Linked DNA regions of Mus musculus: region 1 is linked to region 2. The links are chromatin contacts, called in public Micro-C maps. All regions are on one chromosome and are shown on one strand. Each heading gives the region's core, a stretch centred on a gene start, on an enhancer-like site or on the middle of the called end of the contact. The rest is flanking DNA. Distances are from core to core; before and after follow the strand shown. Region 1 holds the start of Il1b (interleukin 1 beta). Region 2 has its middle 34 kb from the start of Ckap2l.

The links. Hi-C and Micro-C count contacts between places; a contact is called where the count stands out from the background.
Region 1: a contact with region 2 is called in a Micro-C map of macrophages, with 3 times the contacts expected there. The contact joins the promoter of Il1b here to the enhancer-like site in region 2. A contact is called at or near these places in 9 of 39 promoter capture datasets (the 3T3-L1 cell line, 3T3-L1-derived adipocytes, the C10 cell line and 6 more), 1 of 484 Hi-C or Micro-C datasets (macrophages), 1 of 115 datasets of contacts at active chromatin or transcription factors (neural progenitor cells) and 2 of 9 other capture datasets (adipose tissue and liver).

The regions. Positions count from the first base shown.
Region 1 is chr2:129,369,622-129,373,209 of GRCm38.p6, reverse strand. Il1b (interleukin 1 beta) reads left to right here and starts at 2,071. Exons shown (of 7, transcript NM_008361.4): 1 at 2,071-2,142; 2 at 2,865-2,926; 3 at 3,459-3,507. The coding sequence starts at 2,880. Il1bos (interleukin 1 beta, opposite strand) reads right to left here and starts at 3,308. Exons shown (of 3, transcript NR_015474.1): 1 at 3,289-3,308; 2 at 41-416.
Region 2 is chr2:129,261,528-129,265,201 of GRCm38.p6, reverse strand. No RefSeq gene overlaps it. Among named protein-coding and RNA genes, the nearest start is that of Ckap2l, 34 kb to the left of the region's middle. Within about 2 kb of position 1,916, at least 60 of the 459 cell types and tissues checked have an H3K27ac peak or open chromatin away from gene starts, as enhancers often do. A contact at or near this core is called in macrophages, where this site is marked.

The sequences.
Region 1 (3,588 bases), core at 822-3,321, 110 kb before region 2:
CCCAGACAAACCTCCTCCCATCTCTTCATCTCTTACTCACGATTAAATGGCCATTCGTCTTCATGCATGTGCCTTCCTCCAAATCCTCCCAGACAACCACTCCTCTCAGGCATCAGCTCAAGGGTTTAGGAGTGTTATAACTAGCAGATGGTGAAGAAGATTCTGTAACTAGACTGAGCTCAAGGCTCCTGAAAAATCATCCAGGGAGAAGGGACTTGGAGCTGACACTCAGGCCCCTAGTTACCCTTCTCTGTCCCCTGGTTTTCACCATCCCTGGTTCAACTCACATCAGCAGACCAAAGGAGTCTCCAATAATCTCTGTCAGGACAGCCCATAAAATCATCAGACCTTCCAGCCCTGCACACAGGCTCTGAGGAAGGTGTTAGTCCCTCCAGGCATAGTTTGAAATGTGGACCCTGTGAAGGCAGAACAGAAAAATGAACCAGATGGCCCAGACAGGACCTCTGGATTGTCTGCAGAACTAGATAATACATCTTATAAGACCTTAGTGCTGAGAACTGACCATTGCTCACCAAACTCAAAAGCAACTGAGACCCTGAACCATCTTCAGATTTCAAATCAAACATATAGCTGGTCAAAGGCAGGATTCTTCTGTTTGCCTTCCTGAAATCGAGATGCTGTGAACCAAATTAGGCAAAAGAAGGCTGCCTAGTAAGTAAACCTTGTTTCATAGTAGAGCCTTGTCTATTCCTCCTTCCAATTCTGTCTGTCTATTTCCCTTCAGTGCTGCAGAATAAGCTCAGTAACCAAAACATACTAGGTACAAACTCATCTGAATGAACACATTGCCAAATTCCTACTCACCCGGGCTAGCTCCTACTGCCTGCATCCATCTGCCAGGCACTGTGGAGACCTGGCTCTAATGGAGTCCACAGACTCTCTGAGGGCTCAGCAAAGGAGTTAGGTTTCCACTGAGGATTCTACTATACTGTAGATGTGCCCAAGAGACTGTATGCAGCATTCATATGGCCTGGTTGCTCATTCCATCCAAGCAAGAAGAGCTCCCCTGGGTAGGCTCCCTGGGCTCTCTGAGTTAGCAGTCTAGTGATGCTTGATATGGCCAAGAGACTTGGTCTCCCCAGATCTTATAGAAACAAGAATTTTCCAAAACAATTTTTTAGGCAAAGACTATCTCTTCACTTTTTAAGATGGACTGTGCTCATGAACAGGCAGATGCCTCGTTCACCACCTTTGCACTGTGCAACTTAATTCAGGCTCATTCTGCTGATCACCTAGCACTGATATGGTTTCAACATGAGACTGGCTATGGTATTATAAGTACCCTGGCAGGGCAGGAAAGCAGGAGTGGGTGGGTGAGTGGGGGAGCATCCTCATAGAGGCAGGGGAGGGGGAGAGGATAGGGGGTTTCCGGAGGGGAGACCTGGAAAAGGGATAACATTTGAAATGTAAATAAAGAAAATATCCAATAAAAGAAAAAAATAAGCACCCTGGCATTATCAGACTGCATAGGCTTGCTTCCAGAGTTCCCTGACCCTATGATAAGTCTACACTGATACCTGCATACTGTGTGTGCCCTGACCCACACAAGGAAGTGCGTGTCTCTCCAGAAGCCCCTGCTAACACAGTTGATGGAGAGCACAGAAGCACCATCCAGTTACCAAACTCCAACTGCAAAGCTCCCTCAGCTTAAGCACAAGGAGGCGAGAGAGGTGACACACTTCTGGGTGTGCATCTACGTGCCTACCTTTGTTCCGCACATCCTGACTTAAAATGTACAGCTAACCCAGGAAAACCCAATATTTTTAATATTGACACCATCTGCACAATTGTCCAGGGGGAAATAATGCCCATTTCCACCACGATGACACACTTGCGAATGTGTCACTATCTGCCACCCCTTGACTTCCAGGGATTAGAAATTATTTCAGGGTAGCAATAGCCTCTTCCCCTAAGAATTCCCATCAAGCTTCTCCCCCCTCCCCCACCCTTCAGTTTTGTTGTGAAATCAGTTAACCCAAGGGAAAATTTCACAGCTCTTCACTTCTGCTTTTTAGGACTATAAAACAAGGGAGGGAAAACAAGTTGGACAACAAACCCTGCAGTGGTTCGAGGCCTAATAGGCTCATCTGGGATCCTCTCCAGCCAAGCTTCCTTGTGCAAGTAAGTCTCTCTCTCTCTCTGTCTCTCTCTCTCTCTGTCTCTCTCTATCTCTCTCTCTCTGTCTCTCTCTCTCTGTCTCTGTCTGTCTCTCTCTCTGTCTCTGTCTGTCTATCTCTCTCTCTCTCTGTCTGTCTCTGTCTCTCTCTGTCTGTCTCTCTCTGTCTCTCTGTCTCTCTCTCTGTCTCTCTCTGTCTCTCTCTCTCTCTCTCTTTCCCCCCCCCCCACTGATGGACTTTGGGCTTTTTATTTATAAAAAGTAGCTGTACCTCCATGGTTTGTGAAGTACTCTGGAAATGAGTACTGTCTGTATAGCCGCTGACATCTAAAAGGCAGCTCCTGTCTTGTAGGAAAGCTTCTTTATTAGGGTTTGGCTCTGCTGTTGCTTCCTTCCAGAGCATCTTCCTAATGCTGTTCCCCATGTTGTAGTGACCCCCCACACACCCTAAAATTATTTTCATTGCTACTTCATAACTATAATTTTGCTACTGTTATGAAGTGTAAATATCTGTGTTATCCAATGGTCTTAGGTGACCCCTGTGAAAGGGCCACTTGACTCCAAAAGGGCCACTGTTCTAGACCTATACAACGGCTCCTCCGTTCCTTCATTCCTCAGAGACCAGTTTAGCATGCCTGCCCTGAACTAGAGCTAAGAGAAACACATATGAAGGACGCCCCTCGGGGAGCTAACGCTGGATGCCCACCCACTTTCTTTCTTCACACAGGTGTCTGAAGCAGCTATGGCAACTGTTCCTGAACTCAACTGTGAAATGCCACCTTTTGACAGGTCAGTGGGTACTGGAGAGTGGTCACATATCCAGCACTCTGCTTTCAGGAATGGAGGGCTATCTACTTTCAGAGGCCAGAGAGTCCCCAACTCATCTCCTTCAGTGGCTATCAGAGTTCAAGCAACCTAGCTTAAAGACTGACCTCTTCACTCCCAAGCCCAACCTAGGGACTTAGGTGCTGTCACTACAGGGACTCCTACAGATGCAATGGTAAGAAAAACTTCCACATGGACAGGATAAGAGACTCTTTTGCAAAGTCTGGCTTGGAAGCAAAGGCAGAGAGCTCAGACTTTAGCTAACTCTGCTAGTCTAGAATTTAGGTGTCAGAAGTCAACAGAGAGCAACCAGAGCACCCACTTACCTGGCCCAGAATCTGCTTCTAGACTGTTACTTACGTAGCACTGTAGAACTTCCCAGAAGTCTTTGGGAAGCTTTAAGAGTCATGGTAGGTGTGGTTTTATGAACAATGGAAGTCTGTCTGCTCAGTATTGATAAGGAGCTATCACTTGACCACATCTGTTTTCATTACAGTGATGAGAATGACCTGTTCTTTGAAGTTGACGGACCCCAAAAGATGAAGGTGAGACTCTGAGCTTGGCTCCTAACCTGTGGAGGGACTGTGGCATGGGAAAAAAAAACCCAAACGGGAAGGGATATGGGA
Region 2 (3,674 bases), core at 667-3,166:
CTAAGACGGTAACAGGTGAAAGTGTGTGTTACTAAGACGGTAACAGGTGAAAGTGTGTGTTACTAAGACGGTAACAGGTGAAAGTGTGTGTTACTAAGACGGTAACAGGTGAAAGTGTGTGTTACTAAGACGGTAACAGGTGAAAGTGTGTGTTACTAAGACGGTAACAGGTGAAAGTGTGTGTTACTAAGACGGTAACAGGTGAAAGTGTGTGTTACTAAGACGGTAACAGGTGAAAGTGTGTGTTACTAAGACGGTAACAGGTGAAAGTGTGTGTTACTAAGACGGTAACAGGTGAAAGTGTGTGTTACTAAGACGGTAACAGGTGAAAGTGTGTGTTACTAAGACGGTAACAGGTGAAAGTGTGTGTTACTAAGACGGTAACAGGTGAAAGTGTGTGTTACTAAGACGGTAACAGGTGAAAGTGTGTGTTACTAAGACGGTAACAGGTGAAAGTGTGTGTTACTAAGACGGTAACAGGTGAAAGTGTGTGTTACTAAGACGGTAACAAGCACAGTCCACCCATTCTGGGGCTCTGCCTCCTGTCTGGGAGCCTGATGGAGGTGGCCAAAGTCGGTCACAACAAGCTCTAGCCATGGGAAGGAAGAAGAGAAGGTCACATGCCCTTACTCATCCTCAAAGAAAGCTTGGCAATGTCTGTCAGATCTATGAACTTAAACTGTATGTATGTGTGGGAGAGGTGACTTCAGTGTCTGCCACATATCCCTGGGAGTGACGCCATGCATCCCCAAAGTACAGATAAATGAGGAACGTCAGGGTTAAAACTAAAGCCTGCAGCAGATGACTCAAGTTGAGGTCCCTGTCCCAACCTGTCCTGCCCCAGACAAGCTCCTGAGGGCAGATTCCTAAGTCAAACCTTCATAGCCTGTTCCTACCTCCCCTCCCTTACTCCATATCCTTTGTTCCTCCACCCCTTCCCCTGCAGTTCTCCAAGGCAACCCAGAGGAGCAACTCCTCATTCAGTAAAAATCTCGGGATGCTGCAGGCACTAGAGACGAGGATGGTGGGCCGAACAGCCTGACCCCCAAGGATCTGAGGAGCTAGTGGTGACTTGTCGCAAGTACATGTTTAAGGCCCCACAAGAGCCATCTATGGTCAGGAGCTGAGAACACAGAAGTCTAGCCAGCGAGGCAGGATGCCTTGAAGCCTTAAGTGGGAACAGGAATAGCAGGAGAGTCAGAGGGATGCCTTAGGAGAGCCTGGGCAGAGTGTATAAAGGCCCTTTGGCCACCTCTCCTCTCTTTTCCTCCTCTTCTTCCTGTTCCCCTCCTCTCCCCTTTCTCCTCTCTCCCTGAGCCCCTCAGGTATTTTGATGGTTTATACCTTTGTCCTCTGCCCAGGAAGGAAATTCTGTGAGGTTTTATAATATTGGCTTTGCAGTGGTTTCCAGGACCTTTCCAGAAAAGCGTGGTTCTTAAGGTATAAACAATATAGCTGAAGAAATATCGCTACCCTCTCAGGGATGAATTTGTGTCCAAAGACACAATGCTGGTGGTACCTGAGCTGTGCCTGAAAAGTGTAACCCTGTAGACTCTGGGGCCCAGAAGCACTCTGAGGAGAGGCCTTAACAGTGCCAACCCTGGGTGTTTCTGGGATACACAGGAAGTAGGAAAAGGGAACTGCTATCCTCGTTCTAAACGCTCATACTTCCTGAGAGCGAACCTGGAGAGCTGCATTGTTAGAGCTGTCCCTTCAAAGGTCCACTTTGTCACCTCCAATAGGCAAGGTCAGTCTGAGCCACCACATAATGACAGTCATCTCCACTAAGACAAACACTGAACAGTGGGAGAGAATTAAAGTCAGGACTCAGAACTCTGAGGCTCCAGGGCTGCGTGTGAGGCTCCTATCAAAATAATCCAGTTACGAGATGAGTTTTGGTGTGTTTTGCCACGTCTGAATCATCTGCCACAGTGACTCAGGATGACAGGACAGTTAGTGAGACAATCCAACCCAGCCTAGCAAGACGATCCAGCCTGGCAGGCTTTAGAAATTTTGAAACACAAAGTTCAAAGAAATGCTATTTTTAAAAGACATATTTAGAAATAAAATCATATGTAGACACGATGTAACCCTGGGAGGGCTGGTTAGAAGATTTCCATTTCTTCTTGTTACACACATTTTCAAAAGGTTCAATGGCCACCAAAGATGCCTTCTAAGGTAACAGCTATACTGGCCCCTGAGTGAATTCTCGAGCCCCAAATCAGTTCATTGAGAATTTTCAATGTGGCCAGATGTGGTGGTATGTTGTGTCCGGCCAGCAGACCACAACCTGGGTTCTAGCCTGGAAAGGCATTTTGGAAACCTGGAAGAGAAGAGGGGCTAGGTGGCGAGAGAAAAGAATGTAGCCAAGACAGTTACTCTGATCAAGGCTCAAATTTTATTGTTGCGACACTAGTTATGAAGGAAGGGGGAGGGGACCCGATTCCCGCCAAATAATCTCTCGTCCAGTAGAAAGGTGCACATGTGTGGCTCCGCAGGTTCCAGCAGTGGGCGTGGCAGAACGAATGAGCAGGAAGCTCCACCCCTGAGCAAGCAGGTTTCAGGCTGGGGGAGGGGAGACTACAGTGGTACATGCCTTTAATCCCAATCTCTAGGGGGCAGAAGCAGGCCAGACTCCATGAGTTCGAAGCCAGCCTGGTCTACAAAGCAAGTACCAAGACACGCAGGGCTCCATAGAGAAACCTTATCTCAAAAGGGGGGGAGAGCAACAAAAAGTTTTCAATGCTTTTTTTTTTCCATACATTTTCAGTTTTCTAAAAACTGTCTGGAGCAGGAGATGGACCATGTCTAGCCAGCCCATGTCTAGGACCGAGTCAGTTGTGAAAAGACAGGCAAAGCACAGATTCAAGATTAAGTCTGCCCTGGGTACCCCGAGCAGGGCTACTTTACAGTTCCTTCCTGCTCTACACCAACCCAAGGCCAAGCAGGAGACGCTCGGGCACGGTATACACACACTCCATCTGCTCACCCCCAGCAGAAGAGGACCTGACAGGACATTATAGCAAGCAAGCCCCACAAGTGTCAGAGCAGAAATAAGGTCCCTCGTGACAGCAGGGGTCTCAGCTCTAAGGTCAAAAGGTCCTCCTCCTTGGCCACTGGCATCTAAAGACTCCCACTCAGGAGTCCTTTTTAGTAACCATTGAAAAAGTCCTACCCTCTCCTGCAGAGCACAGCAGATGGGTTGGGATGATGGACCAACCAACAGCTATCTATCTGTAAAGGGTGCTTACAGGACGCCAACAGTCAGCTGGTGAGCAGATCCCGTGGTGGCGCTGAAGACCCGAATGTCCCTAATTTTGAAAGCAAAATCCCAAGACTAACCTGAATTGGAATTCATAAACAATGTCATTATCTCCATAATTTTAACAATCAATATAATTCCCTAATCAAAATCAAACAGGGGAATTAAATAAAGATACAAGCAATTTATAGGTGTATGTATTTCTACATAACTATGTATTTCTGTACTTGGAAACAAAGAGTCTCTGTGAATTTCCCAGTGCCTCTGTGTGGGTCACTACTGCTCTCCCCCATAGTAGCCACAAGCCACAGAGCTTCTCAGCCACAATGACATGGCTCCTCCCAGCTCTGCTACAAAAAGCAGAGACTGCTTCATCCCAGTCACTCACGTTCTGACTGTAGGGGAGGAATCA